Linked DNA regions of Xenopus laevis: region 1 is linked to region 2. The links are chromatin contacts, called in public Hi-C maps. All regions are on one chromosome and are shown on one strand. The core of a region is the stretch at or near the end of the contact, and the rest is flanking DNA. Distances in the headings are between cores, read along the strand shown.

What was found. A called contact is a pair of places that touch in the nucleus more often than the background predicts.
Region 1: a contact with region 2 is called in a Hi-C map of the XTC cell line, with 5 times the contacts expected there. The contact joins the promoter of fam43a.L here to the enhancer-like site in region 2. A contact is called at or near these places in 2 of 4 Hi-C or Micro-C datasets (the XL177 cell line and the XTC cell line).

What each region holds. Positions count from the first base shown.
Region 1 is chr5L:113,536,347-113,541,177 of Xenopus_laevis_v10.1, reverse strand. fam43a.L (family with sequence similarity 43 member A L homeolog) reads left to right here and starts at 3,072. Exons shown (of 1, transcript NM_001096773.1): 1 at 3,072-4,831. The coding sequence starts at 3,244. The coding sequence ends at 4,302.
Region 2 is chr5L:113,263,734-113,268,577 of Xenopus_laevis_v10.1, reverse strand. No RefSeq gene overlaps it. Among protein-coding and RNA genes, the nearest start is that of acap2.L, 66 kb to the right of the region's middle. Within about 2 kb of position 3,372, at least 2 of the 7 cell types and tissues checked have an H3K27ac peak or open chromatin away from gene starts, as enhancers often do.

The DNA.
Region 1 (4,831 bases), core at 1,823-4,322, 270 kb before region 2:
GTTTAAAGGGAGTCGGGTGGAGCTGGTTATCTTATCTCTGCGTGTGAACTAAGATAAGTTAACTGATCCATCAACCTGTGCATCAAGTCCCAAAATGAGCCAGACAATTCTGTGAAGTGCTTAATATTGATTGAATAAGTGATTTATCGTTGCCTTTATCTCCAGTACGTCCCTCGTTCCACAAAGTCATGTTAGCTATTAGCCAACAATTCAGTCACCTGTCATGAGCAGCATTGCTCTCACCTGCTTGGTCATATTAACATCTGCATTGTGTCTATTTGCCCTGTAAATGGGGAAGTATTTAAACTGGGCATCAAAATGTCACACTGTTTGTTAATATGCTGGGAAGAAGTTGGAAGGTATTGGTGCCATTGCTATCCATTCTAGATAATCCTTTTAACAAGTGGGATAAAGGTAAAATATTCCTGCTTTTTCTTTTAGTTTCCCTTAAAGGAGTAGTTCATTTTTAAATTGACTTTTAGTATGATGTAGAGAGTGATATTCTGAGACAATTTGTAATTGGTTTTCATTTTTTATTATTTGCATTTTTTTTTTTTAGTTTTTTTAGCTTTTTGTTCAACAGTTCTCCAACTTTCTATTTCAGCAATCTGCAACCACGCACTGATTTGAATAAGAGACTGGAATGTGAATAGGTGAGGGCCTGAAAAGAAAGATGAGTAATAAAAAGTAGCAATAACAATACATTTGTAGCCTTACAGAGTATTTGTTTTTTTTACATGGGGTCAGTGTCCCCAATTTGAACGCTGGAAAGAATCAGAAGAAAAAGGCAAATCATTCAAAAACTATAAAAAAAAAAAAAACAATGGCGACCAATTGAAAAGTTGCCTAGAATTAGCCATTCTATAAGGTGAACCACCCCTTTAAACTGACTGTGCAGAATGGTAGCTCTTGTGTTCACAGGACCTTACTTCTTGTGTGTGTTCCATTGTACATGAACACAGGAGTTCACTCCTTGCCTCTCTATGGTAATTGTACTGATGGGAAGCATGGGGGTCAGTCAAATCCTGCATTCCAGTGCACTGGACACAAGGTATCGTAGGTATGAATTCTGTATATTATAGCAGTCACATTGGAGGCCTAGAAGCTGAAAGTAGCCCTCAGTTTTGATATGGATCTCAGACTTGAATATAATATTCAGCATAACATTTACTAATTATTAGGCCCACTAGATGTATGAGATCTAATATATGGAACCTACAAATAACCTAAATTAATATTTTTGACTGATTTATGTTTCTAGTAGCTTTAATGAATGGTGATTGAGATTGTAGAAAGCCCCTTTATCAGGAAACCAACCTCCAAGTCCTAGGCATTGCAAATAAGATACAATAAATGTATGCAGAAAAGTGACAGACACAAATCATACAATTATGCAGGACTCTACAGTAAGGCCACCCTAGTCTTTACTTAGTGCTTGAAACATGTGAATAATGTCTAACACTAATGCTGTCATGACAATGGCACCAAAAGTCATAGCCACGTCTTTAGCAGGGTTGCCAGGTCTAGAAAAGTATCCCAAAACTAACCAAGTTGCACTTGAAAAGTAGCCCAAAAATAGCAGAATATGTGCAGTAAAAAAAAAAAAGTCTAAAAAATAAAGAATATATATGAAAATACGGGAAATGGGAGACAGAGGGGGGCCCAGGAGGTATAGGGGTCCCATAAGGCCCTAATAAATATACAATTTCAGTAAATATTGGTAAAACAGGTCAACCTCTAGACATTTTTGTGGCCAGTAGATTTTTGCCCCAAAATTGTCTGAAATTGAGGACAGTCACCGAAAAATGCGAGAATGTTAAAGAGTGACAGGAGACTGGGGTACAGAGCCCAAAATCTGGTTACTCCTGACTTCTACACTAGTCAGTCCCATTGCATGCTGGGTATTGTAGTCTTACATTAAACTTGGCAGTCAGCAAATTGTTAAACAAAAACTACATTACCCAACATGCATTGGGAGACGCAGGCTTGGCACATTAAGGCACAGATATACTCTTCAAAACTGTTGCGTGCACTTTCACAAACCAGAGACCAGCGGTGAATTAAAAAGCAACTTTATTTCCCCAACATTTCTCCTCCTAACGCAGTTCGCCTATGACTACATTTGTTAACACACGAAACGCGTTAGGAGGAGAAATGTTGGGGAAAATAAAGTTGCTTTTTTATTCACCGCTTGTCTCTGGTTTGTGAAAGTGCACGCAACAGTTTTGAAGTGATTGTCGGCCAGGCCTCCCTAAGCTACGGGTTCGGGGCGTTGCACTCGAGCCAGAGTCGTGGAGTGGTGAGTAACCTGATTTGAATGCCTATAAGAGTAACAATTTAAGCGACTGGTCCGGGGCATTTGCACATGGACCCACCCAGTTATAGGGTGAGCGATCATAAGAAGGATTTTTTGCATGTTACCTCTTTGTATTAAAATGATTGGCCTAGGGATTAGAGCACATCCAAAAAATTCTGTTTACAAATATATACAGAAAAACTATGGCTGGTTTCCAAAGTACAAACCAGTCAAAAGCCCAAAAAGCAGGGCCGGATTTACATAGCGGGCACCCCTAGGCCCACTGCCGTTCGTCACCCCCATCCCGTTTATTCATGCAGATTTTCATCATCAGGACCCAAGCAATGGGGATTGGAGCATGGGAAATGTAAAAAACGATCGTATCTCCTGCATATCCCCAGTGTTTCTGAACCAATGTGGGCATGGTTGGGCAGCATGCTGTCGTAGGCCTTGGTGGCGTTTCCACAAATCCAGGTCTGCCAAAAAGTAGCCAAAATCAGTAGCTTGGCAAGTTTGTACTTTCAAAACCAGTCTAGGTTTTAAATGAGAAGCCCAATTTGGCTGGAAAACTGTCAACCTGGCAACCCTGGCTTTAGTAACTTACTGAATAGCCCTAGTATAAACTGCAGTGGAAAACATAATTGTACGAATGGCCAGGTGCGAGTGTAATGATCTGGCACGTTCATTGCTGCGCCTCCCCTGCTTTGGGAGGGCGAATGGTTCACTCCAGACTTTATTTATAGCTGCACAGAGCCGTCTGACAATGAGAAGGCAGGGAACTAGCGGCAGACAAGGAGGGAGGAGCGCATGGTACATGCAATGATCGCTACCAGGCGCTGTACACTGATAAATCCCCGCTGCTCCCATATCAGCACGCAATGCGTTATTAATCGCGCTGTGAGTGCGCCCAGCGCTTCGCTCTCCCCGGCTGCTACTTGCACAGCGACATGCTGCCCTGGAAGAAAAGCAAATTCGACCTGATCGAGGAGGATCCGAAGCAGGGGAAGCAGAAGGGCTATGCAGTGAGCCTCAACTACAGCGCTCTCACCTCCTTCGCCAAGTCCTGCCCGGAGGGGGCCCTGACTCGGGTGGGCAGCATGTTCAAGTCCAAGAGGAAGAAGATCAAGATCACGGGGGAAGACCCGACATACACGGTGCTGTACTTGGGCAACGCTACGACCCTTCAGTCCAAGGGAGAGGGCTGCACGGACCTAGCGGTGAGCAAGATCTGGAGCAAGAGCGAGATGGGCAAACACGGCACCAAGATGAAGCTGACTATCAGCTCGCAGGGGATCCGCATGGTGCACGTGGAAGACAAAGCCAAGCGACCCGGCCACCTGTATCTGCTGCACCGAGTCACCTACTGCGTGGCCGATCCCCGGCTGCCCAAGATTTTCGCCTGGATCTACCGGCACGAGATGAAGCACAAGGCGGTGATGCTGCGCTGTCACGCGGTGCTGGTGTCCAAGCCCGAGAAGGCGAAAGCCATGGCCCTGCTCCTGTACCAGACCTCCGCCAACGCCCTGACCGAGTTCAAGAGGCTCAAACGGAGAGAGGATTCCCGGCACCAGCAGCAACAGCTGATCGGCGAGCACAGCATCCCCTTAGTCCCCATGAGGAAGCTCCTCAACGGACAGTGCTGCTACAAACCCCCCGTGGAGCGGAGCCGGAGCGCTCCCAAGCTGGGCTCCATCACGGAGGATCAGCAGGGGGAGGAGGAGGAGGAGAGGGCGATGAGCTTCGAGTGTGAGGATGTGCTGGATACCGGGGGTGGAGGGGAGGCTGAGGAGGAGGAGGAGGTGGTGAAGCGGGAGCTGTCTCAGCTTATCAGTGATCTCGGGGAGATGAGTCTGGGCAATGACTTGCAGACCCTGAAGGCGGACCTGAGAGTGACCAGGCTCCTGTCCGGGGAGAGTACGGGCAGCGAGTCGTCTATAGAGAGTAACCAGGACACCGGGCCCATCACCAACGGCTTTGAGGAGTGCAGAGAAGCAGAGACTGTATGAGCAGGGCCACAGGGGCCCACCGACTGCCTCATCCTCACTCACTGTCACCAATATAAAGCCAGAATAGTGGCCCTGGGGGGAATGGGTTTTTCATCAGGGGTGCCCACCTGGTTCTTTCTTTTTCATCTTCAGAACAGACCATTAACTCGCAGTTTTTCAACAAGTAATTTAATGTAAAGTGACTGGTACCATATTTTATTGAGATATTGATTCCCTGATGGCACCTTTATCCTGCAGGAGATCTTTTGCTATGGAACCTGCCTGATTGTGAGGATCCCTGTTGCTGGTATAGACTGGCGATCTCCAGCTGGCGGCCCTGTGCTTGTATAATCCTTATGAGCAGGCTTCAGCTGTTGGGGGTACTGGATGATACTATAGATCAGGTGGAGGGTCACTGGACAGACATTACTGAGTAGCTATTATGCATTGCACCTGTCTACAAAGTGGAAATTGATTTCTGAAACTGAAGGTGGTGGGAAAATACGGAACACCATTTGAATGCACAATGACCGCAATATGGGGTGTGTGT
Region 2 (4,844 bases), core at 2,123-4,622:
TGCTTGTATAAATTTAAACATGGATGTCATCCATTAAAAAAATGGCAATCACCGGGAGGCTTCATTTTTTCCAGTTGGATGGAGTGGCACTATGTGACCCTTACAAGGGCTATGCGAATAAATGTTCCATTTAACTTTTTAATATTTATTTCCTTGCCACACATTCATATTAACAATCTCAATTCCCTGTCTGGAGATATGCAATAGTAAAGCAATGGGTTTATAATAAACAGGTATACACTCAGTAAGTGACATAGGGGGGGTGATGTGGGGAGGTGGGGCTGTGTGATGTTAGGGGCAGGACTGATGATGTGGAGATCAGTGATTGGCTGATCGCCATGTCATTCACTTCTATGTCCTGTCCGGATTTGGATGTGGCAGCCCTAATATACATAGAGAAGAAAAATTCACCAGACAATCAACAGCAAGTGAAGCGGGGCGGACCCCTGCGTGTTTATTCAAGTCTTGTGATGTAACGTTTCGGGGGCGGGCCCCTTCGTCAGACATCTATTGGAGAGGTGCCGACCTCTTTTCCAGACACCACGCTATTTGACTGGAGAGGCTGGGGAATCAGGAATCCTTTTTGTGAGCCCTAATATACACACATATTTTCAAAATATGATTATTGGTGGTTAAATGCAGTCATTTCCAAAATGAGAACAGTTAAAGTATAATGAAATGGATTGTATGCATTGCACCCTTTATGGCAGTGAAAGGCCTGGCAATCTGAAGATATTTAATGTCTGCTCAATCAATCATGGAATAGATTATTTTAGAAATAGGGCATCACCATAGTGACTAGGCAGTGACATACAAGTTAAGGAGAGGAAAAAGCATGCAAGTGAAAAGAGAATCCTGCTCAATAACAATCTGCAGAAATAACAGCAAAGTGCAAATGCAGGCACCATGCATGTCTGTGTGTGGAGCATTAGAGACACCTATTGGTGGCTTCCAGATTCAAGGTGTCAAAGTCTACAGAAAAAAATGGGCCCATCAACTGTAAGGTGTAAAGGTGGATAATCCCTTGACTCTTGTAGTTGCCTCAGTCCCAAGATCTCTCTCTCGCTCTCTCTCTGTCTCTTCATATCTGAAAATAATGTAGGACAGGTACTTAATATGTTTAGGGCAGAGGCACATGCGAAGATCCGGGGAGATTAGTCTTCCAGCAAAAAAATCGACCTTTCTTCGGGGCTACTAATCTCCCCGAAAAGCCTTCCTGCCGGCTAGAATCTAAATCGCCGGCATGATGGCACTCGGATCACTTCATTTTCCGATGTCGCCCGAAGTTTCCTTGTGAGGCAACTTCGGAAAACAAAGTGCTCCGAGTGTCATCCTACTAGCGATTTAGATTCTAGCGGGCGGGAAGGTTTTTCCAAACCTCACAGTCTCACAGACTTCCTACCTCCCCTCATCCTCAGTTACTCTCTTCCGGGCCTATTAATGTGTGAAAATACATATTAAACAATAGAAGGAAATAGGACTCAGCAATTCAGCAATGTATCTCTTATTCTTGCTGTCACACACTTACTGTAACATGAAAAGGCTGGTCAGTGCACAGAGATAAAGGATGTGGCAAGTACCTAGCTCTCGCTCCAGCAATACAGCCAAGCAAACAAACAGTGCATTATACTATGGCACAGAGAGAGTTCCAGTGTTCTGTATTTTCTTAAGGGATTAACCAGCAATAATGCAGCAGATAGGTTTGGTTTAACTGGCTTCCTATCATCACATCCTGCCCCTCCCAGCATTCATTAGATTTAGGCTTGGCTTGGCTGCCACAGGACACCTGTGTGTGACAATGTGCTGCTCATACAGAATTAACTCCTGGGCAGGAATTAAAGGAAGGATACAATAAAGTGGAGAAATATACTACTTCCATCACATTCACACATTCTGTAACGATACCTGGTGGGCCATTGGGGAAGTGGGGATGCCAGCGATCTTTTGATTAATCAAGCTTACATTGTGTGTCTGACCTCATCATGCTTGGCACGAAATTCAAATATTTAAAGGTGCCTTGTCCTCTTTTTTAATTGACCAAAGTAAGTCTATTGTTAGATAGTTTCTGGGTGCAATTCTGGTTTGATTTACTGTTCCTAGACCCTTGCCCATTCCTGTCTGCTGCCTGAACAGACCATTGCCTGTTACTGACTATTCTTCCTGATCCTGATTCTGTACTGCACTTTCTGACTGGGTATTGACCCCGGAATGTTTCTTCAACTATCATCATCATTTATTTATATGGCGCCATGTTACACAGTGCTTACGCTTACGCTCAACTGCGCTTTGCTTTAACCCAGTTACTCCTGTTACATGTTCGAGTTCCCTTTCCTACCCAGGGGCACCACCAAGTGAATGTATTGACTTACCTGAAACCCTGGAAGGTGCTCCTATCAGCAGAAAACTGCACCAGTCCGGGGTTATACCAGTGAGCACCACAGAGCGATCCTCTTCCGTCTTCCTCTTTCTTCGCGCATCTGCGCATTTGCATTAGGGTGTTACGCTGAACTTTAACTAAAAAGTCGGCTATTTTGTTCAATTGCGCATGCAGCAGCCCCTGGGAATTTTGAAGAAAGAAGAAGCCGGAAGAGGATCGCTCCATGGTGCTCGCTGGTATAAACAACTGCCGGTGCAGTTTTCTGCTGATAGGAGCACCTTCCTGGGGTTTCTGGTAAGTCAACACAATCACTTGGGGGTGCCTAACATTTGGCACCCCCAAGTGTACGAAGCCTTTCCTTCTCCTTTAAAGTGAATTTTCTTTTGAAAACATTAATCTACATTAAAAGTTACCCATAGCTCATGTTGGTCGTTTTTGCTGATAGTTCTGCTTTTGTAAGTAATTGTCACTTGATGTTCCTAAACCTGACTGTTTTGCCAACCTGACTGTCCCTTCTCAACTTGTCAGTTAGAGTTTCTAATGTTAATTGACTCCTGCTGCACAAATATGGCAGCCCCCTCATAGAGGAAAATTATAAACAGAATTCAAATGTTATGATAGATATTAAAAAAGGTTATTTTCAGATGTCAGTATCTCTTTAAGTTCTGGTGGCATAGAGTAGAGAAGGTTTCCTCCCAACTTGAAAGGCAGCTGTTATAGGCAGAAGTGTTAGCCATGAACAGAACCTTGGCATCTGTTCTGGGCTTTGGGATACCGAACGTGACACTTTCTTTATACCTAACAGAAAAGCCAATCAGCGCTGGATTTCTTTTCCGGCCGCGCGGTCCTAGCGCCCGCCTTCCAAGTGCGCCGGCGAAAAAACGCCAGGGCAGCTGGTATAGTTGAACGGGGACGCGAACGTCCCGATAATGCGGCCCCTATTTTTTGCCGCCCTAGGCCCGGGCCTATGCAGCCTTGCCGCAAATCCGGGCCTGAAGCCAATGGTGGTAGATGAGTTAAGGGTTGCTTTGCTGTGTACATAAGCTTTGTAGAAAGGCCAGAACATAGAATGGACTTGTGACTTAAGAGCAGAAAGGATATAAAGAATGAAATGAAAGGGCACTGGCTGAGTGTTATGTTACTGTAACTTTAGCAGCTGAAAGGTGCAGTTGTCTTTTTGTGTGATGCAGCTGAATCACTGCTCTGTTTTATGCTTGGTGGGCTATGGGAAAGCATTCCTGAATGGGGTATGAAGCAGACAAATCACTGTGCGTGCAAGTCTTAGGGATCCATTGCTTAATAAGGTTTAATTTTTCCCAACCTTGTACTCCTGTGCATACAGTATGTAAGGACACTTAATAACTTTTTATACAGTAAGGAAATTGGCAGGAACAAATAAAAGTTTTAGTATATAGTCCACAATAATCTTATAAGGGTATGGAATCTGTTGTCTTGAAACCTGTTATCCAGAAAGCTCCAAATTACAGAAAGGCTATCACGTATAGACTCCAGTATAAGCAAATAATTGTAATTTTTTTTAAATAATTACCATTTTCTCTGTAATATTAAAACAGTAGCTTGTACTTTATCCAAACTAAGATATAATTAAACCTTATTGGAAGCAAAACCAGCCTATTGGGTTTATTTAATGTTTAAATTATTTTTTAGTAGACCAGGTATGGAGATCCAAATTATGGAAAAATATCTTATCTGGAAAACCTCAGGTCCCAAGTATTCAGGATAATAGGTCCCACGTCATTACAATGTTCCAGAGGCTGCAAAAAGGGGCAACGGCAGAGATGTAAGGCCCACTGACTTCTCAGGCTCAGTATAACGAGGGTGATAGGCTATGGCCCAGGTTCCAAAATGCATTGCATCCTGATGAAATTTCTGGGGAAAAGTCACTACTAGTTTTTGGTGTTCGTTGGTCTAATAAAGAATCCAAACTTAGAAATAGTTTGTGTATTTTGTTATGTATATTCTTGTGATGGTGAGATGTATGCAATGAAATTGTGATGTTTTAAACAAAAGGAGACAAGACACATGTATGTACACAGATACACCCAGTTGGGCCGGAATATCTGAGGAATGCAACTAAACCAGAATGTACTACTTGCAACACAAGGCTGAAGCTGAGCAGATGAGCAGTTTTAAAATAACATGGACATGTTCTATCCCTAATATATATAGTGGAATATTTCTAAAAGTAAATAAAATGGTGTAGGGAGGAAATGTGACAAAACAGAGACATCTTGTGGCATTCTCCTGCCATAACAGTATATATAATGTATGAAAATAGTATCTCGTAAAAATATGTATTTTTATATAGGAATATCGCACTAAGGGAAACTTTTCTTTTAAATTGCTGTAGATACTCTCAGTCTGGCATTCTTAATAATCAATCTGATTTTTCCATTCATTCATCTACAACTATTTCTAAAATTCCAATTTTATATGTGAGAGGTTT